2 separate regions of the Mus musculus genome follow, and region 2 is linked to region 1. A link is a contact called in public promoter capture Hi-C data. All regions are on one chromosome and are shown on one strand. Each heading gives the region's core, a stretch centred on a gene start, on an enhancer-like site or on the middle of the called end of the contact. The rest is flanking DNA. Distances are from core to core; before and after follow the strand shown.

The links. Promoter capture Hi-C pulls out the DNA fragments that hold promoters and counts their contacts.
Region 2: a contact with region 1 is called in a promoter capture Hi-C map of liver, with 3 times the contacts expected there. The contact joins the enhancer-like site here to the promoter of Tfap4 in region 1. A contact is called at or near these places in 7 of 39 promoter capture datasets (the 3T3-L1 cell line, 3T3-L1-derived adipocytes, cranial neural crest and 2 more) and 2 of 115 datasets of contacts at active chromatin or transcription factors (bone marrow-derived macrophages and embryonic stem cells).

What each region holds. Positions count from the first base shown.
Region 1 is chr16:4,557,031-4,562,925 of GRCm38.p6, reverse strand. Tfap4 (transcription factor AP4) reads left to right here and starts at 3,206. Exons shown (of 7, transcript NM_031182.2): 1 at 3,206-3,498. The coding sequence starts at 3,410.
Region 2 is chr16:4,096,005-4,102,173 of GRCm38.p6, reverse strand. It overlaps Crebbp (CREB binding protein), which reads left to right. Exons shown (of 31, transcript NM_001025432.1): 20 at 536-616; 21 at 2,443-2,499; 22 at 5,656-5,733; 23 at 6,044-6,111. Among named protein-coding and RNA genes, the nearest start is that of Trap1, 21 kb to the right of the region's middle. Within about 2 kb of position 1,618, at least 7 of the 459 cell types and tissues checked have an H3K27ac peak or open chromatin away from gene starts, as enhancers often do. A contact at or near this core is called in liver, where this site is marked.

The DNA of each region.
Region 1 (5,895 bases), core at 1,957-4,456:
CTATGAGCCAGCTGATAAAGATGCTGGGAATAGAACTCTGGTCCTTTGGCAAGCCAGCAAGTGTTCTTAACTGCCCAGCCATCTCTCTTTGGATGTGAGGTTTTAAATGTCAACATTTCAAAGTACTTCAAGAATGAGAGTCCTCGTGGGTCTGCCACATCCCTTCCCTGTATCATGTCATCTCTTTTGGAAGGAAGGGGCCAAAGACACTCACACTCTGTACTCTGGATCAGGTTAAGGTCACAGCTAATCAAGGATAACCACAGGGGTAATGCTCAGAGGGGTACATAAACGTCTAAATAAGACCCCGATTGTGGGAAGCCATTGTAGAGTGGCAGTTGCAGAGTGGCAGTTGGCTACTGCTGGCCACCACACATACATAGGCAGTAAAGGTTCTTTTGCCAAGATGAGGTTTTGAGAATTAACCAAAGTTAACCAATCAGATGAGAGAGAACGCCTCTCCTAGGCCTATATAAGCAGCACCAGTTCTGGGCTTGGGGTCACTTTGCCTCTGCAATCAAGCTCTCCCAATAAACATGTGTGGAAGGATCCTGTTGCAGCGTCGTTCTTCCTGGCCAGTTGGGCGCACGCAAGACCCTATTATAAAGCTGTGTGAGGGGGGCTAGTGAGATGGCTCAGTGGATAGGAACACCAGACTGCTCTTCCGAAGGTCCAGAGTTCAAATCCCAGCAAACCACATGGTGGCTCACAGCCATCCTTAACGAGATCTGACTCCCTTTTCTGGAGTGTCTTAAGATAGCTACAGTGTACTTACATATAATCAATAAATAAATCTTTTTAAAAAAGCTGTGTGAGGCTGTGTGTGGTAGGATTTAAAAATCTCTGGTGGTACACACCTAATACCCCAGCACTTGGGAGGAGGTGTTTGAGGCCAGCCTGGGGTACAGGAGACTCTTATCTCAAAAAACAAAAACCAAGGGCTGCAGAGATGGTTCAGCATCCAGCACTGGCTGCTCTTCCAGAGGAGCTGGGTTCAATTTCCAGCACCAACATGGTGCTCACAACCATCTTTAACTCCAGTCCTAGGGGATCAGATGCCCTCTTCAGATGCCTTAGAGAGCACCAGGTTTATACCTGATGTACAGAGACACCCACAGGTGAAACAATCATACACACACATACACACATCTGTGCAGTGGTGGCTCCTTTAATTCCAGAGGAAGCAGGGGGTGGGGGGAGGAATCTCAGTGAGTTCTGTGACAGTCAGGGCTATATAGTGAAACCCAGTCTGGGGGTGGAGGTGGGGTGAAATTGCCTTTTTTCATATTCTTTACTTCCTTTAAACTTTTAAAAATTAATTTCTAAGTATGTATGTATGTATGCTAAAGTGCACATGCCAAGGTCAGGAGAGAATTTGTGGAAGCTGGTTCTCTCTTTATACCACGGGGATTCTGGGAATAAAAACCAGGTCATCAGGCTTGCAGGCCAACATCTTTACCTATAAAGCCATTTCACCTGCCTTCCTGATTTTTTCTTCTCCCATTTCTTTGTCTTTTTTTTTTTTTTTTTTTTCCCCGAGACAGGGTTTCTCTGTATAGCCCTGGCTGTCCTGGAACTCACTTTGTAGACCAGGCTGGCCTCGAACTCAGTAATCCACCTGCCTCTGCCTCCCAAGTGCTGGGATTAAAGGCATGCGCTACCACCGCCTTGCTTCTTTGTCTTTTTTAGAGGCACGATCGTATCTTCGATCTCCAAGCGCTAGAATTCTGGATTACAGGTGTGCAACTGCACAGCCCAGCCGGCTAGGAAGTGCTGCTTTTCAAGTTACGTGTCCCTGGGATTAGATGCTAATTGATCTGGCATCTACAGTTAGAGATCAGGTTGGTAATATTGAACAATGTTTTCTAATAATACCCAACAATTGTTATAAATAGAAGTATTTCAACTAAGAGGCTCGATTTGGGTGGAACCTTGGAAGGCAGCGAATGGGTCTGGGAAAGGCGCTGAGCTGGAGCGAGGACATTCCGAGGCAGGCGTGGGCTTCCTGAGCCTGGGGCCAAGCCCTCCAGGAGTCTGGGGAGGGCCGGGACCGGAAGGTGGGGGCGTGTCAGAGGACGGAAGCTCACCCCTAAAACGTCCCCTCCCTTGCCCCAGACCACCACTCCCCCCCCATTGTAGAGCGCGCCCTCTGGCGGTGGAGCAAGTTTTATCCCGCCTTCCCCATGAATGAGAAGCTGCAGCCCGCTGCGCGCGAAGTCGGAAAGTAAGGTAGTGAAAGAGGCAAGACAGGACCTGGCAGCCACCACCAGACCTCTAATGGATATTCGGACCGCGCTGGCAGCCTGCCTCAGGGCCGCTGCTGTTCTGGCTTGCCTCCGCCCTTCCCTTCCTTCCCACTTGCTCTCTCTTCCTATGGCAGCCCCAAACATCCGAGGTACCTTGCGCACCTGCCTGTACCCTTCGCAATCTAATTTCCTAGCACCAGTCAGAGTTTGGGCCAGGCAGCCACCTGGGTAAAGACGGAGGGAGGAGGCTGGCGGGTGGTCAGAGTCAGCCCCAAGTTACTTGTGGGAAACAGTGGCTATGACGCAAGTTTCCAGGGGGCCCGGGTCGGCTCGAAAGGGAGCGCGCCAGAGTGGCTCTGCTCCGCTCCGTGCAGTGGCAATTATGAAAATGCAAAAGCCTGAAGCACACACCCAAAAGAGCCTTCCCTTTGCTGCTGCAGCCCCGCCCAGCGCGTCCTCCAGGATAGCGGTGCGCAAAGACCCCGCACTGGGCAGTCCTCACCGGACCCTGGACTGCACAGACTGGGATCCCGTGCGGTGGGGCTGGCCTTTTTTTTTTTTTTTTTTTTTTTTTTTTTCTTTTTAGCTACGCTTGCCAACCTGTCAGCTGATGGACCTCATCACCCATAGTGGCGCATGTAGCTGGGCCGCTGTTCACTCCATTCACATCGTGTCCCCCCACAGCCAGCTGTCGACCCCTGATTCCTGATCCCAGGGTTAAGTCTGCAGACCCATGTAGTAGTCGGTCCCAAGGAGCTTGCGCCCTTCTCGCCCCAGCATCCAGTCGCCCTGGGGGGGGCGCTGCAAATAGTCCTTTGTTTACATGCAATTCCTTACTCCGCGGAAGGAGGCCGGGGAGTGCTGAGTTTTCACCAGCTGTTTCCCGCCTTGAAACAGACATCTGATCAGCTGCAAACACACACACACACACACACACACACACACACACACATACACACGCCCGGGGAGGCAGGCTGGAGAGACCTCCCGCCCGCCCCTCCCGCCCGCCTCCCTCCCCTCGCCGCTGCTGCTGCTGCCGCCAGCATCTGGGACCGGCCGATTCTGCACCTCCGTCCGGCGCTGCCCTTTGATTCGGATTTCCATCTTGCATTCTCCGGCTGACCGCGAGACCTGGCTCGTGCACAGGAGGGGGGCCTATCGCTATGGAGTATTTCATGGTGCCCACTCAGAAGGTGCCCTCTTTGCAACATTTCAGGAAAACAGAGAAAGAAGTGATAGGAGGGCTCTGTAGGTGTGTACTGCTCCTCCCCCCAACCCCTTCTTCCCATTGCAGCCCCCGGCCAGCCCGCCCGGGCGGGTGCGCGTGTGCGCACGCATGGCTCGCGCCTCCGAGCTCGCTCGCCTTTCTTAGCTACTGGGTCCGCTGCAGTCTCTGGAACCCTGCTTGCGTTGCCTAGGGACCCTCTTCCCTTGGAACGTGGGGACCCCGAGAGGTTCTGTCCACTTTTGTCCGCTGCAGGCGGGCGAGTCGCGACGTTTGTAAATTGCAAACAGACCCACGTGGTGCTGCAGCAGTCCCGGCCATGCTTGCTGCTGGTGGCTTTCACCCAGCGCTTCCTCCTCCCCCCGCCAGCTTTGGCTTCCTTCCTTTTCCTTGCTTACTCGCGCTTTCTGGGAACCCTCTTCTAAGGAGGTCGTTTTGGGGGGGGCCCGGAGTGTGCGAGAGGACAGCTACAATGCTGCCATGCCGCGGTTCCAGGCTGCGGGGAGGGGGGGCGGGGAGCCGGGTGGTGTGAACGTTTGCAGAGAACAGGGCTGCAGCAGGGTTGGGGGCGTGCTCGCTCGAGGTTGCGAGGCGTACGTGGACCTTTAGTGGCCATGCTTCAAGCAGGGAAGTTGCGGTCCCCCACACGTTGGCAGTCACTAGTCGCACGTTCTCCGCCCGCGCTCGGGTGCTGTTTACTAGCGAGGCCTGGACGTGACTCTGCAGCCCTCTTGGAGTAGGCGGGCCTCTGCGCGCACGACCTCACGGGAGCTGTAGTTCTCTATGCCGGGTCGGTGCTGCATTGTGGGACTTGTAGGCGCTTCGGGGCCACGCTTTACTTGCACAAAGCTCGGCCGTAACCAACTAGGTGGGCTAAGCAGGCCAGGTGGGGAGGCCTTTTGATGAGGGTGCGTCTTAGGTTGCTTCAGGGCTCTAGTCTACTTCCTGTTGCATATGGGTCTGCAAACTTTGCTGTCCCACTTCTGTTCCTCAGTCATAAATGCAAAGCGTTGAATCTCCTGGTCGGGTGGGTGGTCGGAGGTCTCTCTTGAGATACCCCTTAGTGAGCTTGATCCTACCTAGGTTGCCCCAGATCCACTCGCTACTAAATCGCGATTGACCAGTGGCCGAATCTCTCTTAAACTCTTGTTAAATCGTCATGTCTGAGATTTCTATTGCCGGCCCTGGTATCTGCTCATTGAACCCTACAAGCCGGCTGGGTCCGGGCGGGGATGGTGGTGGTGCACGCAAGGAGAGGTTTCTCCAGCGCGCTTAAGTTTGAAACCGACGATCTCTTTCCTGCCTGCCGTGCTACTCTAGGAGCGTAATGGCTCCCCAGGGCTGGGGCCACGTGCTCCGACACCCCAGCCAGGCAGGGCTGGGGCTGGAGGAGGAGGAGCCCGCTGAGTGGCATAGGCTGGTTGGTAGACAGCAACGCCTGTGGGGCAGGTTGCTGCATAGGTATAAAATCCAGGTAGGGATCCCACTTTACTTTCAAGTTGAGAGCCAATACCTAGGGCCTGTTGGTGGGTCTAGCAGCTGGCAGCCCCCTCTAATCCCCCCCCCCCCAGCTGGCACTAAGATACGGTTCACCTGAGGGCCCAGCAGGTACAAAACAGCAGTAACTAAACTCTTGGACACTAAATATTCTGGGGACCTACTTGCTAGAATTTTCTCTTCGAATCACTACAATCTTGCTGTGAGTCCATTTGTTTTCTGATTTCTTTGTAAAGCTGGAGAAGCTTTATAAAGCTAAGAAGGCACCAGTTAGAGCAGATATTCAGCTGGACTCGATTCCTAAGTTTGCTGTTGTGCTGGCTCCTCTGAGCTGGCTTGGGGAGTGGGGAGTGAAGCCTGATTAGCTCCATATTCTGGAGAGGTCATTCTGGTGCTGGTCCTGCATTGGCTTTGACAGTAGGAACCTCTGGTTGCTATGCCTAAGCCTTTCGGTACTCTTGTCTTCACTCGGTCCCTTTCTCCAGACCTGTGTTGCTGGAGGGCAGTAGACCTGCCCCGCCCCCAGGAACATAGGGTGTTTTCAGGTCTAGTAATTGAGGCACCACAACCTGCCTACAGGCACACAGGTCCTTAGCCTGTCTTGCTTACAAGGAGACAGTTGTACACTGGGCATGGAGGAACATAGCCTCTAGGCCTGTTCATTTTCAGCTGGAGCAACAGCTGGGAGATCTGTCCTGGATGGAGTGTGGGCTGGGCAGGAGCTTATGGTGGATGGACTCTGGTTTGTTTCAGACTGTGGACTTTGCTCCACCCCTCCCTGTTTAGCTGGGTTCTCTCTTGTTTGACTCCTATGCCTTCTGGGCCAACCAGAAGGAGCCATAGGGCAGTGTGGCACACTTTGATGTTTTGCTTGACGTTTTGGACCTTCTGCCTAATGGTTCTGTGAGACTTGGATATAGGCAGTGC
Region 2 (6,169 bases), core at 369-2,868, 460 kb after region 1:
AAATTTCCATTTTGAAAACTAAAGCTATTCCAGTTTAACTTGCTTTTTAAAGGCTTTTTTATCATCCTGTTGTTGAAAGAAAAATTTTCTATTTTAAACCCTGGCTCAATATTTGATTTTTATAACAAAATTCAGATTTCTAAATTTAGGCTCCATGCAATCCTAGTATTCACTTCTTGAAAGCATTTGCATTTTGGAGCCGGATCAAACCTGTCGTTGTTAGTGATGATGGCCTATGATGCGTGCAATGAGACCGAATGCTAATCAATGCTTTGCCTTGGCTTTCTGCTCTGTGTTGTCTGGTGTTTGCGTCTTACCTCTGTGTCTGTGCTATTTGTCCCCTTCCCTGTTCTCTAATTCTGCCCTTCCCCACCTGCCCCTGTTCCTTCCATTGTCCTCACTGACCCATCAATCAACCAACAACGCCCCCCCTTCGTCGTGGTGCTCTGCCCTGCTCTGATTGGTGGCTTCGTTGCTTGGGTGGCTGTATGTTGTGATGGACCAGTTCACCCAAGTATGGCCTTCTTGCTGACAGGTATCATTTCTGTGAGAAGTGTTTCACAGAGATCCAGGGCGAGAATGTGACCCTGGGTGACGACCCTTCCCAACCTCAGACGTAAGTATGATCTTGTCATCCTTCCTTATGTTCATGACTAAAGAAGAAGCTAGAATGTACCATTTTGAGTTTTGTACAATTTGTGTTTTCTTTTTCTTCACATTGACTATACCCACATTAAATATAAACTGGTTGCATGAACACAGATACTTGTACTTCAAGGTGTAGGTGTCAGCCAAACAGCAACACTGATTCTCCATCTTGTTCCATTCGAGGCAGGATTAGTTCAGTTAGTCCTTGACCTTCATATATCTCACTGACAAATAGATTTTTTTCAGGGTGATGGGTAACCTTTGCTTGAAAAAATGTTCAACCTCAAGTTATATCTAAGAAGCCAGGCAGCCTTATTCACAGAAAATAAATTATATACATATCACCACCACCACCTTTAAAAAAAAAAAAACCCAAACTTTTGGTGTTATACTGAACCTTTTAAACCTATGGTCTTTTTAAGCAACTGAGCTAATGCAGGTTAGATTCAAATTCCCTATTCACATTTTCTAGTAAATGTAAAAAAAAAAATATATATATATATATATATATATATATATCTCATGCCTTGCTGGTGGTCTGAGTCTGCTACGTCGGTGCATCCAGCATGTATGTTAACTCATTCCTACATTTCTCTGCTTACCTTATGATAATGTTCTTTTTGAGTGTCAGTGTAACCAAACCATAACAAGAGAATTGAGAACCACAGTGTGTACTTGACTTTTGTGAAATACCCAAAGGCCTGCTGGCCTGCACATCTGCCTTTAGCCTGCTGGGCATTTTATGTTTCTCTTTTTCTACTACTAAGTTCCCTAATCGTCCATGTTGGACGTCTGGCTCCAGAGTTACTATGTCTCAAAAAGCAGGAAATCTATGCTCCAGAAATAATCTGTTACCCTTGTCATCTTATTTCTTTGGTCTAATTGGAGTTAATCATTGAATTGGTGGTGGTAGGAATGGGAGAAGGCTGATCAATAAGTGCTAAGGTTCACTTAGATACTGGCAAAAGCTATGGAGTCCTCTTGAACAGTATGGTGACTGTAGATAGCAGTTATGTGTTGTACATTTCAGAAAGCCTACAAGGAAGGAGTTTGAATGTTTTTCTGCACACCTCCCCCAAGTATTGGAGATGGTTAGTATGTTTAGTCTAACTTAAGAGTACACAGTGTGCACAAGTGTCAGATACCATGTACTATACTATTCATATGTCCAACTTAGAAAGTTTTTGTATGTGACTTAGAATAAAACCTAAAGCTGCAGAAAGGGGGCAGTGCGATGAATTGATAGGTACAGGTACTTTCCTTGCAAGCCTGGCAACCTGAAATTTATCCCTGTACCTACATGAAGGTGGAAGGAGAGAACCAACAACTTGACAAAACTGTTCCCTGATCTCCACACAAGCACTGTGGCATACATGTACACACACACACACACACACACACACACACACGTAAGTACTCCTTTTTTTTCCTCAAGAAACAACCATCAAAAAAAAAAAAGTTATATAATTGCATACAACAGAAGTAGTTCACATACACTCAATTGAAACCCAAATAATCCACCCTTCCAAAATGGGATATCCTCAGTGGATGCTCACCTTGCATTGAGGGTATGTTGCCATTCCACTGTGGTCTTAGTTCAACTTAGCACCATATGAACTTGATGAAAATAAACATGTTTAAATCTCAACACAATTTTGCCATCATATTCTGATGAGTCTTAATTAAATTTTAGAGTAAAGCTAATAGTTTTTTGAAACATATTTTTAGGAAAAAAAAAGTTTGTATAGAAATATATGTGAGTCAATAAAGATTTTTCTTTTTCTTTTAAATAAGGACAATTTCCAAGGATCAATTTGAAAAGAAGAAAAATGATACCTTAGATCCTGAACCGTGAGTATACACACACACACACACACACACACACACACACACACACACACACACACACACCTACCTTTTGTTGTTTGTTTTTCTATTCTTTCTTTTCTTTGTTTTTGAGATAGGTTCCCTCTTTGTGTCTCTGGTTATCCTAAATTGCCTTTACCTTGAAGAGTGATGGGATTAAAAGTCTGCATTACTCTACCTGGCTTTTTTTTTTACCTTGAATCTTAGATGAGGAAAGTTATTACCTGTGATTAGATTATGGGATAATAAAAGTGGGGTTTCTTTTGGGAAGTTATCTAAAATTCAAAGTAGATTTCTCTAACATATTCTCCTATTGCTGGATTTTAATAGTGATAAGATTATGTGGGTGTTTTAGTTCTTTTTGGACATCCCAAGAGTCTGGTCATAGGCATCTTTAAGGACTGCTCAGGGTTACTCTGTAACAAACAGAGGCAGTAACTTGAAGTGCTAATATCATCCCAGAGAAATTCCAAAATGAAAACATCTTGGGTCCACCATCTAAAAATCTGTCTTGTGCCACTGTCTTCACTCAGGAGCATGGCTTCATTTGCAAATGTTGATGTCCACAAATTGTACATGGTGTGTACAAGTGTCAGATACCATGTACTATACTATATCATTCATATGTCCAACTTAGAAAGTTTTTGTATGTGACTTAGAATAAAACCTAAAGCTGCAGAAAGGGAGCAGAAATGGCTTTTATAGCTCAGGACAGATCTGAACCTAGCAGTAATTACTTTGTTCTCTTGGCCCCAAATCTCCCAGATCCAGAGAGGTCAATTGCTATAATGGAATATGCTGACTCTCCATCCACGCTGCATTTCCTTCAGGAAGGTTACTTCCTCCATCCTATCTGATACCTAGGGACAGAATTATATATAACTATATAATGAATGCTGGTGTGTGTGGAGTTCCCACGACACACACTTGGACCTTTAGTGAAAATTCAGTTTTGTTTCTGAGTCACCGTGTTATGTTGTCATGTTGTTGTCATCCCCCAAGCCTATCTACCACCCCCATGTTAATGATGTATTTTATATGTATCGTTTGCTTAAATGTATCTATATACAGGACATGTGTGCCTGGTGCCCTTGGTGGCGAAAATGGGGTATCAGAGTTACAGCTGGCTATGTTTATTGGGAGGAGGTGAACTTGGGTCCAGTGTTCTTCACCCCTGAATCATCTCTCCAGCCCTTTTTGTGTGGGTTTTAAGTTTCTTTTTGTAGCAACAGATGAATGCAGGCAGCAAGAGGCACAGTGTCCTTGGTTCCATAGGTGAAGACTTTTAATTTAGTGTTGGCACAGCAGTGTCACCATTGGGGTTGGTCTCCTGGAGTCCGTGATTAGAAAGAGGACCCACATGGAACACTGTGGGACAGTGGCGGCATTACTTGGTTGTGACAACCAGCTAAAGTCATGATGAGGTCTCCTCCCCATACACTACTTGGTCATTCATGGTCTTCACTCCATCAACCAAGTGCATCACCAGTTTCTGAAGTGAGCTTGGTTGACCTCTCTTGGTTGGAGTCCACTAAGAGAAGGGCATAATATTCTTAACATAAAGGGAGGAAAGAAACAAGATACTCAAAACATACATGCCGCAGAATTGATTGGCCAGTCAAGCCTGAGTGTAAAGATCTACTCTCATGGGATGTGGTGATGGGGGCACTTAATGAATTTAACCACATGTTTTGAGGAGCAGCTTTGATTGCAGTGTAGAAAGACCACCTCTAAAGCAGGGTATGGTGGTACTCCCCTGTACTCTCAACAGTTGAGAAGCTGGGGCAGGATGGCCAAGATCCTGTTTCTACAGAAAGAGAGGGAGGGAAGAAGAGAGGCCCCAACTGAGATCCCTAGACCATTTGAATGGGATTGTGTGGGAAACATGAAGCATAAGGTTTCAGTCTCCGGTCTCTAGGAACTCCTGGGGAGATTCAGATGCAACCTAGGCAAGAAGCCAGAGCTCAACTAAAGCTGGACCTGTTGGAGGTAGAAGAAGCAATACTGTGAGGTAGAAGGCTCATAGTAAGTGGAGTGTCATGGAGGGAATTGTCACAGGCACAACTGTTTTGGTATTTCTTTTCCTGACAATGGCAGGAAGAATTGAATGGGCTAGCTGTAGAAATAGGGTGAAGCAAGAGAGGCCAACCAAGCTCACTTCAGAAACTGGTAATGCACTTGGTTGGTGGAGTGAAGACCATGAATGACCAAGTAGTGTATGGGGAGGGGAAATGTCACAACCAAGTAATGCTGCCACTGTCCCACAGTGTTCCATGTGGGTCCTCTTTCTAAAGAGAACAGCAGCAGGACACACCATAGCTAGATGGTTATATAGCAGGTGTGTGTCAGGATGAAGGGACAAGAAGAAACTAGGCATTAAAAAGAGCTTGGCTCAAGGAAACTGGGATGCTTTCTGGTACCCTAAATCTTCCTGCAATGTGGATTTCAGTAGCAGTGAGACAGTAAACTAAATAGCAAAAGGTTTGACCCTGGATGGCTTGGTGTTGAGGGTTCCTATTGGAGTCTGCTCTTGAGTGATAAGAATGCTCTTGGAGGTGATTGTAGCTAAATTGTATAAATGGTACCAGGAGACAATGCCTTCTGTCACCAACTCAGAGCAGATGTTTCCTGTGCTTCAGACTGACAAGAGCTGCTATCATCTAGCTACTTTTCTTTCTGTAGCTTTTGGGTGGGTGGGTGGGGGTCTGAAAATTAGAAGCATATATTTATAACACTGAAAATATTTTTCTGGTTTTTAAGCCCATTTAGGTACTTGAAATTTACCTAGAGAAAGAATAGGTCTTGGGGCTGGTGAGATGGCTCAGTGGGTAAGAGCACCCGACTGTTCTTCCAAAGGTCTAGAGTTCAAATCCCAGCAACCACATGGTGGCTCACAACCATCTGTAACAAGATCTGACGCCCTCTTCTGGAGTGTCTGAAGACAGCTACAGTGTACTTACATATAATCAATAAATAAATCTTAAAAAAAAAAAAAAAACACATATGGGTTACTCAGCACATGCATGATGTCAGAGCTCCTAACAACAGCTTCAGACAACAGTGTGTGCCATACATACGAGCTCCTTTTGGAGACTGTGGCTTTGTGGCTCCTGGTGTATAATTTGGTTTTCTTGTCTCTAGTTTTGTTGACTGCAAAGAGTGTGGCCGGAAGATGCATCAGATTTGTGTTCTACACTATGACATCATTTGGCCTTCAGGGTGCGTGGTTTGTTGTAATATCTGGGAAGGGGGAGCAGCTGTACACAAGTCATGGGGGCGGTGGCTGTACTGTAGTCTTGTTCCTTCTCAGCAAGTATTCAGCAATTAAGGGAGGTGGCAGTTGGTTCTAAATTTAAGTCTTGTATTTGCCTGCTGTACAAATTGCAGACTCCAAGCCAGTCTGTCTCCTCACTCTTTTCACAATGATGTGATTTCAACTGCCAACAAAGTATTTCAGTGCTACATTTTACTGATTTGGCAACATACACTGTTGAGTATAATCTGATCACACCCATTATTTGTTGTGCAGTTTTGTGTGTGACAACTGTTTGAAGAAAACTGGCAGACCTCGGAAAGAAAACAAATTCAGTGCTAAGAGTAAGTTTACTGAAGACTTCTGTTTCCTGGATTGTGTACTTGGAACTTCTTTAAAGTC